Regions from separate parts of the Mus musculus genome. Here all the other regions are linked to region 1. A link is a contact called in public Hi-C data. All regions are on one chromosome and are shown on one strand. The core of a region is the stretch at or near the end of the contact, and the rest is flanking DNA. Distances in the headings are between cores, read along the strand shown. Region 1 has its middle 56 kb from the start of Comtd1. Region 2 overlaps Lrmda (leucine rich melanocyte differentiation associated). Region 3 overlaps Lrmda (leucine rich melanocyte differentiation associated).

What was found. A called contact is a pair of places that touch in the nucleus more often than the background predicts.
Region 2: a Hi-C map of the HPC-7 cell line shows a contact between it and region 1, with 2.5 times the contacts expected there. The contact joins two enhancer-like sites. A contact is called at or near these places in 2 of 484 Hi-C or Micro-C datasets (the HPC-7 cell line and the N1E-115 cell line) and 1 of 115 datasets of contacts at active chromatin or transcription factors (pancreatic cancer cells).
Region 3: a Hi-C map of uterus shows a contact between it and region 1, with 1.9 times the contacts expected there. The contact joins two enhancer-like sites. A contact is called at or near these places in 5 of 39 promoter capture datasets (the 3T3-L1 cell line, the HPC-7 cell line, embryonic stem cells and 1 more), 2 of 484 Hi-C or Micro-C datasets (both in uterus) and 1 of 9 other capture datasets (embryonic tail).

The regions. Positions count from the first base shown.
Region 1 is chr14:21,902,700-21,906,378 of GRCm38.p6, reverse strand. No RefSeq gene overlaps it. Among named protein-coding and RNA genes, the nearest start is that of Comtd1, 56 kb to the right of the region's middle. Within about 2 kb of position 2,383, at least 70 of the 459 cell types and tissues checked have an H3K27ac peak or open chromatin away from gene starts, as enhancers often do. A contact at or near this core is called in the HPC-7 cell line, the N1E-115 cell line and uterus, where this site is marked.
Region 2 is chr14:22,647,205-22,650,746 of GRCm38.p6, reverse strand. All of the region lies in intron 5 of Lrmda (leucine rich melanocyte differentiation associated), which reads right to left. Among named protein-coding and RNA genes, the nearest start is that of 4930405A10Rik, 110 kb to the right of the region's middle. Within about 2 kb of position 1,271, at least 58 of the 459 cell types and tissues checked have an H3K27ac peak or open chromatin away from gene starts, as enhancers often do. A contact at or near this core is called in the HPC-7 cell line and the N1E-115 cell line, where this site is marked.
Region 3 is chr14:22,744,409-22,747,929 of GRCm38.p6, reverse strand. The region is part of intron 5 of Lrmda (leucine rich melanocyte differentiation associated); the gene reads right to left. All of the region lies in intron 1 of Gm30926 (a long non-coding RNA gene), which reads left to right. Among named protein-coding and RNA genes, the nearest start is that of Gm30926, 55 kb to the left of the region's middle. Within about 2 kb of position 1,554, at least 45 of the 459 cell types and tissues checked have an H3K27ac peak or open chromatin away from gene starts, as enhancers often do. A contact at or near this core is called in uterus, where this site is marked.

The DNA.
Region 1 (3,679 bases), core at 1,134-3,633:
AGAATGTAAGCATTAAAAGTTGTTTAGTGTTTAAAAAGACCGCTTTGGTGTTACTTCGGTGTTATTAGTTCCTCTCTTGTCAGTGTGACCAGTTCCCTGACAGAAACAAGTTAAAGGAGATTCCTTTTAGCTCAGCTTCAGGAGGCTTCATTCACAGTCACTCCAGTCCTTGTCTCTGTGTCTACTATCTGGTTAAAACATAGTGGCGGGGGACGGGGGGGGGGTATGCAGAAAGAAGCTACCCACCTTGTGGCAGACAGGAAGCAAAACTGAAGATGGATCTAAGGACCAGCCATGGCCTTAAAGGCACGCTCAGCCATAGCCTACTTCCTCTAGCCAGGCTCCATGCCGTTTCCAGGGTCTCCCTAACAGTGCTACCAGTCAGATATCAAGGATTCAACATAGGAGTTATGGGGACACAGCTAAATCCTACTGGGGATCCAGAGAGTGAAGTGCCTAAGTATGACATCTAGAGGATGTCCCCAAATGTGACAGAGTAAAGACATGGGAGATGGGTCTTTAAATGTGTAGAGGGTTTCCAGAGAAAGAAGCCAGAGGGCTCGGAGAGTCAGAAATAAAATGGGCACGAGCACATTGTTCTATATGAGCCTGGTAATCTTAGGGACACTAAAAAGGTTCATGAAGCAGAAATGTGGGGCTCATGGTTGAGGACAGGTGAGAAATGAGGCAGGAGAAGCTGAAGGGGGGCCACCTACTGCCAGCCAAGGCTTTGAGCTGCATCTTGTGGTGTTCACAGATGTGGGTTCCCTTCTATTCTTAGGACACTGTCCCTTGAAAATGATCCACAACCCCATGTCATCTGTCCCAAACAGCTTTCAGGTTCCATCATCAGGACTCCCCGTTTTCCAGGATACCACGCCTTCCTTCTTAAGGAAGGAATATTGGGCTTCCTCAACAACAGCAAGCTTTTCCAGGTCTCTCCTGCTCAGAGAAGTCGGGAGGAAGAAGGCAGATCTGAGCTATCATCTGCTTGGTCCAAGGGGAGTCACCACCTCAGAGGCTTGCCTGGGGTCACTGATGAGAAAGGCAGAGATGACAGTTCCCACTTCCTGCAGCAAAGCCCAAAGTTACTTACACCTCAGACCTTCTGCTCTGAAAACTGCCTGGCATCTACTCACCCTCCCCAGGGACTGAACAACTGGGTCAGAGAGAACCGCCTCTCTGCTATGCTGGGCCTGGGATGCCTCCCCAGGACAGTTCCCTCCCCAGAGACGAGAGATGGTCAAACCGCTCTCTGAACGTGACCTCAGAGATATGCAGCAAGGACCTGGGCCCTATTTATCACTACAGGGCTATAATTAGGTTTGTTAACATAGAGTCGAGTGTAGTCTCCTTGACTAGGGACTTAATCACGTTACTATTGAGTTCCTGTACGCATTGCTCCGAGTGACTGTTTTTACTTGCAGAGTTATAGCCAAGCCCGGCGGGAGGAAATTAGCTTTGGACACAAGTTTGGGGAGGGGGGGTTCTTTTTCCTCCTGACTCTGCTTCCCTCCCCCACCCTTTCCATGCGAAAATATTTAGCAAACAGTGACAATGATGAAAACCAGTAGGAAACAAAATGTTCTACATTAGTATAAAACATGAAAAATGCAGCAAGGACCCTTAGCGGTACAACATGTGTTATGCTGGCTGGCAGCCCATTAGCTCTGATAGACATTTCACTTACCTAAGTCAAATATAACAGTCTAGTATTCATTAATATAAGAAGGGGCCGTGGAATCAGAGCTACCATCTGGCTGGGCCGACAGAATAATCTACAACTCATGATTAGGTCTAAGGAGTGGGGTTTCACTTTAATCTTTCTCGTTGCTCGAAATTTCCATCTGCGCAGTTCGGCACATCATTTTTCTTCAAGACAAATGTGCTGTTTTTCATGTTCCAAAATTAGATCAGAAGAAAACGATTAATCATGTCAGGCTTGGGAAAGGGAACAAAGCCCCCATGTTCCCGGCTCTCCCTGCCCCCCCACCCCTCCCTGGCCCTGCAAGTTTGGGTTCCCCTCACCACTACTACCTAACTTCAGCATAACTTTAGGGGGGATACCACTAAGTATCCAGAGGAGAGAGGACAGGGAGAGGATTTGGGGTGCTTTAGGGAGCCCCTCACCCAAGTTTACCCTGTACTCTTGACCCAGCACACACGTGTGCTGAAGGGTCACCCCTAGCTGGTCTTGGAGGCACAAAGGCACGGCCCTGAACCCAGAGTGACAAAAAAAGGGTCGGAGGGGGCCTTCTGCAGCCCTTGTCCCCTCCTTGCCATAGCCCTGTCTGTCAGTCCGCTTGCAAGTCATAACAAATCCCTGGCGCGGAGCTGAAGCTGAGCGTTTGCCTGGGCGTCATGGGGATGATGAATGACCCGCAGGCCTTTGAAGTGCTCTGCCAGTTCAGCTGGGTCCGTGGTGCTGACAGAGAAATATACACAACAGCGTAACCAATAATGAGAACATTAAACATTCCTGCGCCGTGACAGGCTGACAGAAAAACCCGGGCTCGCATCAATCATCCTGCAGATAGACCCTTGACAAGGGGCCCTCGCCATGGCCCTCACCCGCCTCCCTGGCTCCCTCTTCTTCCGCCCAGCCCCTCTGTCCTCCTTGCCAGACCCTCTCTTCCTTCCTCAGGACCCCTCCTCTGGAGCCTCTGTCCTCTTGCGAGATTTTTGCCTTCGGGGCCTCTCTGAGGTCAAGTGAGGTTTGGGTCCCTGACATTTTAGTGAGGCAGCCCGTGAGTGACACCATGAGGAGACACCACAGCAGTGACAAGACTGTGAAGGCTTTGAGCTTACAGCACTTGCAATTATAGCTTTCAGGTCCTGAGAATGAATACAAACCACTGTGTGCTGGAAACTGTATCCAAATCCAAAGCCAGGTGCTCCGGAGCCGGTGACCCAAGACCCCCAGCTCCCTGTATGACTTGGGTAAAGGCCCCTTTCATAGTGCCCCCCACAATCCCCTGTCAGTTGAACTTAGCTGGGGGGAGGGGGTAGCATCTGAACTCTGATCTGTCTGAAAGAGAAGAAACAGCAGAGAAAAATTCTTTCTTCCTTTCCCCCCAGCAGGAAAGGAGGTCTGTCCAGATAAGACACTCTGAATGGAACTTCAGCCCCTTTTCTGAGGAGTTGCTGGCCCCTGTCTGGATTTGGCTTGAGCCACACATCCATCCCTAGGCCTGGTCTTTAGTCCCTCTGTAAGGTGGGGTAGTCCCCCACACCTTTCACACAGAGATTGGCCAGGTCTATCCAGGGGCTGGCAGCCAGCAGCTTCATTCCAGTCCCAGATTTGAGGCCTTGGGCAAATCCAGAATGCTTCTGGACCACAAAATAAAAGTAGAATCCTTGCCTGGAGGCCCTCACGGATTTGTTTATAGTCTCCAAAAGCAGAGGATTATTGGCCTGCTCTTAACCTTGGAGCTTTGAGAGAGAGGGAGTTATTTCTATTTATGTCCCCATCCTTGGCTTTTTAGCAGGGAGTAAATGTGACTTTCAAAAAAGTCATGAAAACTGCTTATAGTTTTTAATACATGCATCCTGACACAGAGGGATGGCCATTCTGGGTCATCTAAGTAGATTGGTGTTTTCAGAGGAGACAGAGAGGAGAGTACTGAACCCCTCTACTGCAAACTGCAGAAAACCTTATGCCTTCCTTTCTGCCTCCCCA
Region 2 (3,542 bases), core at 22-2,521, 750 kb before region 1:
GCCCCACGTCACCCGCACTTGCCACTATGCTGAAAGGAGAGCTTCCAGTGGGTCAAAAATAGCCTGCATCCTTTACAAATTTGTTTTAGACCAAAATAAAAATGATGGGAAGAACACCCCAGAAATACCTGGTACAAGAGAGCAGAATGCATTGCTGGTTTGTCCCAGTCCCTAGTACCCTCTGGATTGTAACTCTCTGGGCTTCAAAGGGCTGGAGAAACAGGTCCCAGCCAGAGCCTGCAGCAGCAGCTGCCCGCCCCCTCCCACTGTTGGCTTTTTGCTCACTCCGGGTGCTGTTGACTTATGAAGTGCTGTACAATTATGGGCAACAAGGATAATATTTGCCCTCAGAGTCATGAGAGAACAAATATTTTATCAACATCTAAATCATCTCTCATCTGGCAGGAGAGGAGGAGCGCCCGGGCTCAGTGGTACATGCTTAAGCCGACAGAGAGCCGCCTAGGGAATCTACCTGTATCAACTTGACCTAACAGAATCTGGGACTATGCCCATTGCAACCAGCCCTCCCTGAAGATCCACAGTGCCTGTATCCTTCCAGGCACTGCCCACCATCACGTCTTATCCCACAATCACCACCAAGGAAGGTCCTGTCCTGAGGCTGTGTTCATTTCCAGAAATAGGAACTAGACTCCAGGCTTGGGAAGGTGGGAGACTTCTGTAGATATTTTGGGGGGCAATGAGGGCTTGCCCTGTTGTTGTGTTTGTTTCCATTCACCGATCCTCTGTCACTAGTCCAGAAATGACAGTAGGTGGAAACACTATCTTTCATTACACAAAGTATAAATAGTGTAATCTATCAGCGCCGTCAATCACAATGATTGATTACACGCTGTCATAGAGAAGAGTGACATATTAGAAAAGTTTTGTTAACAATGCCTATTGCTAGTCAGCCTGCCACCGAGGCTGGTGATTAATGTGTTGTCAGCCTGTAATCCCACACCCTTGGCTAATGAGGCAGGAATTTATCATCTTTACAGAGTGGCAGATGTCAGGGAGAAAGGAATCCAAGTGCTGGAAACAATATACTTTTTCTTACTAGGCCTGACAAGTCTGACAGGCCGAGAAAAACCACAAAGCAGCTTTGTATAAGCACCAACCTAAAAGAGGAACTTTTCATTTGGCATCTTAGCTTTAAATACTGCTGTAAACCAGCCTCCGTGGCTTTGGGATGGGGTAGGGTGGGGGGGCACGATTAAAAGAGCTCACAATGAGAAGCTCTGTGAACTTTGTACCTCATCCTCACAGCCCCAGACCTGGGAAAAGGTTACCATGGCAAGCAGACAGCTTTCTTCTTTGAGAGAAGCTGGCAAGAACTCTTCACTTTTACCTGTGACCTTGGGGCTGAGGAAGCAGGGGGTAGGGGGGTGGGGGAGCTGGAGCTGAGGGGTAACCTGCTCCCCCATCACCACCTTGTGCTGGCTTTTACCTGGAGACAAGGAGTTGTGTTCGGAAACACTGCTCCGGTTGTTTTGTTTGGTTTTGTTTTGTTTTTTGTTTGGTGGGGGGCGGGAGGCGGTGTTGGGAGGGAGGCAGGAAGCAGGGAGAGATGGGAAGGCATCTTCTTATTGGCCAAGAAAGGCAGCATGGTGGACAGGGAAGATTCCTGACTATGCCTCTCCTCAGATTTCCTCACTTAACTTTAAGGCAGTTTCAGATTGGATTTTCACTCGCTTCCCTACCATCTTTCTTCCATCCCAACATTGGTTTCTCTTTTTCATCGGAGACTAGCAGGCCTCCAAGCCCAAGAACATGTAAGCAGAGACAAGAATGAGAAGAGGCTCCCTGAGACCCTTTTAAGAACCGCTTATTCGCTTTGTGACCTCTCCCTTAATTCTAGTAACTTAAAAGACCCTCTGGGGCACATGCTCAATTGTCTAAGACAGTCCAAGATGCCTATGCGTATTTCAACTTGACCTGACTGTCCACTCTGTCCCAAAGACTGTGTATATCCTACCTACCGTGGAGACGTTCACACTTCCCAGACAACATCAGAGACACTGTTGACTAGAAAATTCAAATGCTACCACCACCACCACCACCACCACCACCACCACCACCACCACCACCACCACCACCACCACCACCATCATGCCCCCCTCTTTCCTGAAGCCTTCTGCCCCTGGTTAAGTTGCAGGAAGAAGTCAAAGGGGAGTGGCCTAAGTCCTCCAGTTTGGAAACTTTGTTCTTCGGGAGCCTAGCCAAAATGTCATGTGTTGCTTATTCTCACGTCAGTTTCCAAGGAAGGGGGCAGATCTTCAGTGGCAACATTCTGACAGATGTAACCCTTTTTCAAACACATACCTCCACTAATGTACACAAATTCGAAGTGTAAAGAATAGGGGTGGGGCTAGGGGGGCAGCAAGGAGAAATGCTCTGCCTTCTGTCAACGGCACCCTAACACCCTCAGGCTAGAACACACAGCAAAGCCCTGGGTAATTTAATCTCCAAAGGCAGCACTCTGGTATTGAAATTGCACTAGGATCTCCAGAGCTGGGCCACACCCAGTACAGTGAGAGATGGCTTTAGCAGGCCAGGAAACCGTAGGCCCAGAAGGAAATAAAGGGTCACACCCAGGCCTTGTGGGTCTTCCCCACCCCTAAGGTGTTGATGGCTGCCAACCTGGGAGAAGTACTTCCCGAGGAACAGCCTGGGGTCAGAGGCTGGACAGTGGGAGGCTCTTTGTGCCTGCCCTCCTTCTCAGGCTCTTTGTGGGGATCAGTGCAAGAGGCAAGCTGAACCGTGATGTTAATCAGGCAGTACTGAGTGAAGGGTGATGAAGGCCGGCGCCAGCTCCACTCTGCCTGTCCAGGCTGTTCTGGCCAGAGATCTCCCTTGGTGATAAGCAAGAGAGCTGTGCAGCTACCCTTAGGCCCCTACCCTATAGTCCCTGATGTGCACACAGTGAGGACACATGGACCCTCCACCCCAGGTCTCATGGCAGAAGCTAGGGCTCCCCTAAACTCCTTATTCACCTCAGCAAGGAGGCAGAACCTCCATCTGGCTTTCCTGCCACCAGCTTCTTCCCCCTCCCACTCCCCTACCCCCGCCTGCACTCCTTCTCGTAGCTTCCATTAATTCTTTCAGCTGGCAATTTCCACCCATCTGACGACAGATTAGAAGTAGAATTCAAAAGGAAAGTCACTTGACCTCCCATAATGTGCTTCTCTTAATTACATTAAAGATTTTCAAATGTGGGCATACTGGCTTTGACAGGTGAAGTTTTAATCAACTTCAGGTGGCTACATTTAACTGCTCCCTGGACTGGAGCCGCAACATTGGCTGCACCCAGGCTATCCAACGTGGTTCTAATTTAAATGACTAATTTTGACACGAGGAAAAGATGAGCCCCCATGGGAACCCCTACCCACATCGGTGGGGGAGATTTTCTAAATTAGAATTAATGCAGCAAGCTGAGGCATGGCTAGAGCTTCTTCTTCTTCTTCTTCTTCTTCTTCTTCTTCTTCTTCTTCTTCTTCTTCTTCTTCTTCTTCTTCTTCTTCTTCTTCTTCTTCTTCTTCTTC
Region 3 (3,521 bases), core at 305-2,804, 840 kb before region 1:
GGAAACCTGAGATATTCAATCTTCTACATGCATTTTGGCCATGTTGATGTCATAATCGCATTACCTATTCACGATCATTAGAAGATGCAATTTAAACCAAGATTTCTTCTGCTAAAAAAATGTTAGAACCATGGTTGTGTAGGCTTCTTTTTCATGGAGAAATCTCAGGTCATGCATGTAAGAATGCAACCTGGAATGAGCTGGCAGACAGAGATGACAAAAAGTGCTAAGCACAAGGTCAGGTCGGCCAGGAGTTTGGAACTGGAAAATAGGCTGACCGTATCTGAACTGCATCAGATAGCATAGTTCTTTGGAATGACGGCATCTATTGGATTGGTTTTCAGATATTGGTTTTGCATCAACAAAGAATCCCATGAATGAAGAAATCAGGAAGCTGTGATTTTACCCCATCCGTCCCTCACTCTGTATCTCCCTGCCTCCCTCCCTCTTTTGCTTTTCCTCTTCTTCCTCCTCCCTCCTCCTTCTTCCCTCTCTCCCCCACCTCCTCCTTTAATACAGGGTCTCATTGGATAGCCCAGACTAGACTGGAACACACTATATATCCAAAGGTGATCTTGAACACAGCAATCCTCATGTCTCAGCCTCCTGACTGCTATGAGTAAAGGTTCACATCACCAAAACTGACCCCCTACATATCTCTATAGCAAGATATTTAAGAAGATTATTCTGCTTTCTCATAATATTTTTATTTTTCTATTTATAAATCACTAATCTGAATAGGCTTCTGGGACTTTATAGACTACCAAAGGATCGAAGATTCCCTCTGTTTTCACCTGCCACTTGACTAGATGTGCAACCTTGGGCAATTTTCTTGGTCTCTCTGAGCCTTGGTTTCCGTTTATTTATTATTAGTTTTGTTATTATTAGTAGTACCATTTGTTTATTTATTTTTTTAATGGAGAGCATTCCATGAACCTCCTTGATGTTGTTATGAGGAGTCAGTAACAAACTGAGTACTGCTTAGGACAATACTCACTAAATAAATCATCATTGTCATCATCATCATCATCATTTTATTTTATTTTACATTTTGGTTTCTGGTCATTTTAAACTGTATCAGTTAAAGGTACACTTACCTGCAAACCATGTCTACTATTATTTAGCAGTGTCACACTTTTAAATATGCTGTTCTCCAGATGAGTAGCAAGGAAAGAATTCACTAGTTTCACCAGTGCTTTGAACTGTTAAGAAAAAAAAAGTACCCCTGGATACGATGGATGTGATGGATGTGATACTGCAGAAAGTCCCGGCTGAGTTAGCTCCCTTCCCTGCTAGTCTTCCCTTTGCTCTGGGATTGGACGTGATTTTCTTTCCCTCACTTAATTTCCCACTTGGAATTTGTATATAGACTCTGATAAGGAACCCCTTAAACTCAAACTAAGAGAGTGCAAGATTTTTGTGGCTAGAACTGTAATGTAATGTAAATAACCTGATCTCCCAGTCAACTGTGCCTGTCAGGAGGGTACGTGTGATCCTAGCTACCACAGCCCCTCACAGACCTTTGTTCTCCATTAGCGAGGTGCTAGTTCCACCAGCGAGGATGGTTTTATGACTTGGCATAAGCTTCTGCTGCTTCCCAGGCGCAGCAAGGGGAGTTAGTTCAGGGCCCTTGAAGACTTCTTTTGTTCTGCCAAGTTAGGGAGGAAAGAAGGGGTGAGGCTTGAAAGCCTGTTTGTTTACACTCAGTACCCAGCTCCCTGCCTTTTTCATAAAAGGAAAGGCAGCCAGCAGGAGACTCACAATCCTCAGCACTTCCCACTTGGTTCTTGCTGCCTTCTCCCACTTGTGTATTAAGCAGCCAGGCAGCTGTTGAACACATATTATCAACAAAGCAATCTTCTAGCCCTTTGATTCAAGCTATTCCTATCCTGTGCCCTGAAATAAAATGACTTTCACAATTAAAACCCTGAAATCAATGTGGTGTCTATTGTCATGTGTGCAAGAGAAACGCTTTAATTACAACCATAGTTAGATAATACAGTCATTACACCTCCCTAATCTCAGATATACAACCAGCACCCTCTGAGCACTTTACCACCCTTTCTTTGATTTTTTTTTTCCTTTTTCTTTCTTTCTCTCTCTCTTTTTCACCCCCAACATGAATGGCTTTTTATCTAAGCACTTCAATTTGCATGCCTTTGCTCTGAGGCAGCTCCCCATGATATGTTAATTGCAGATTGCTTTAAGTACTAAAAGATTAACATAAAACCCTTTGCAAACAAGCTAATAGTTTATGATAATTTTTGCATGGCCTTTGTCTGTCTATCACTGGATTGCCTCTAGCTGTAATTTTATAAAGAAGCTGTAAAATATCATTTAAACAAGTTCATTTACACATAATTATTACCAGAATCACATTATTCAATTTAGATACTCCAGCCTATTAACAATCCATGAACTAAAATGTAATTAAACTATTTTCCTTTTATGAACCTATTCATTACAATGTGTGGGAGATGGATCTCTCAGTTTCACTGCAAAACTCAGCACTTTGTTGTTGGAATTGACAAGTCTGGCACTCATTATGTGCTTTTAATTATATTAAAAGTATTGGGAGACAGCTCAGATAAAGAATATATTTAGAAACGAAAGCTTGGAAATGCCAAGATGGTGTCATCCCTAAATATATATTTGTTTTACTCCTGCTCTCTTCCCCATTTCTGAACAGTGAAAAATAAAATAAAATCAGGCTGGTTGTTTTAATTGAGATTTTCTGCTCTTAAAGTAATTTTTCTAATTTAAGCCAAGAATAAATACCTCATTTAATTAATGGTGTTTACTCATCTTTCCCACAGATTTTATCTACTTTTGTAGAACCGAGAGCTAGAATTAGAGCCAAGGAAGTCTTTTCTCCTAGTATTTACCGACAGACCCACAGTCACTTCAGATGCGGGGTGATGCTTTTGAGCTTTGATTCAGCACCATTGAACAGCGTTGGTTCTGATGCCAACTTTCCTCTCTGTGGGGACAACTGACTCAATAGGCAATGATTGATGGGCTTGTAAGAGGCAGCTCCCCCTGACCCCCAGCTCTGCTGTGCTGCTGGATTTCAGGGAAACGCAAGTGATTTAGTTAGAGCAGACTGAGTCTCTGGACTGGCTAGGCACCCCAGTCAATGTCAAAGACAACAGGTCACTCAGGTTAGGTGCTGACAGCAGCTATCAAAGAAAAGGATCCAAGTATCCTGAATCTAGCCCAAGTACTTCCTAGCTCCCACACTTACCAACGGGACTAGTTCATTTCTTTCTCCAAAGCTTTGCTTTCTAGGATCCTATTTCTAAGAAGGTCTTAGAAGGTTCAATATCTCCCTCTGAGCACAGTCTTGACTGTATGTGGCTATTTAGGATTTAATCACGACCAACAATTCCTATTAAACATCTGCCCTGCTCTCCAGTGTCCACACCAGCCATATGGCAAGAATGTTGACCGCCTGGGCAACCTGCAGATCTCTGGGCAGCCTGAACACTCTTCCTCATGTAGATATTTTTTTAATTTTCTCC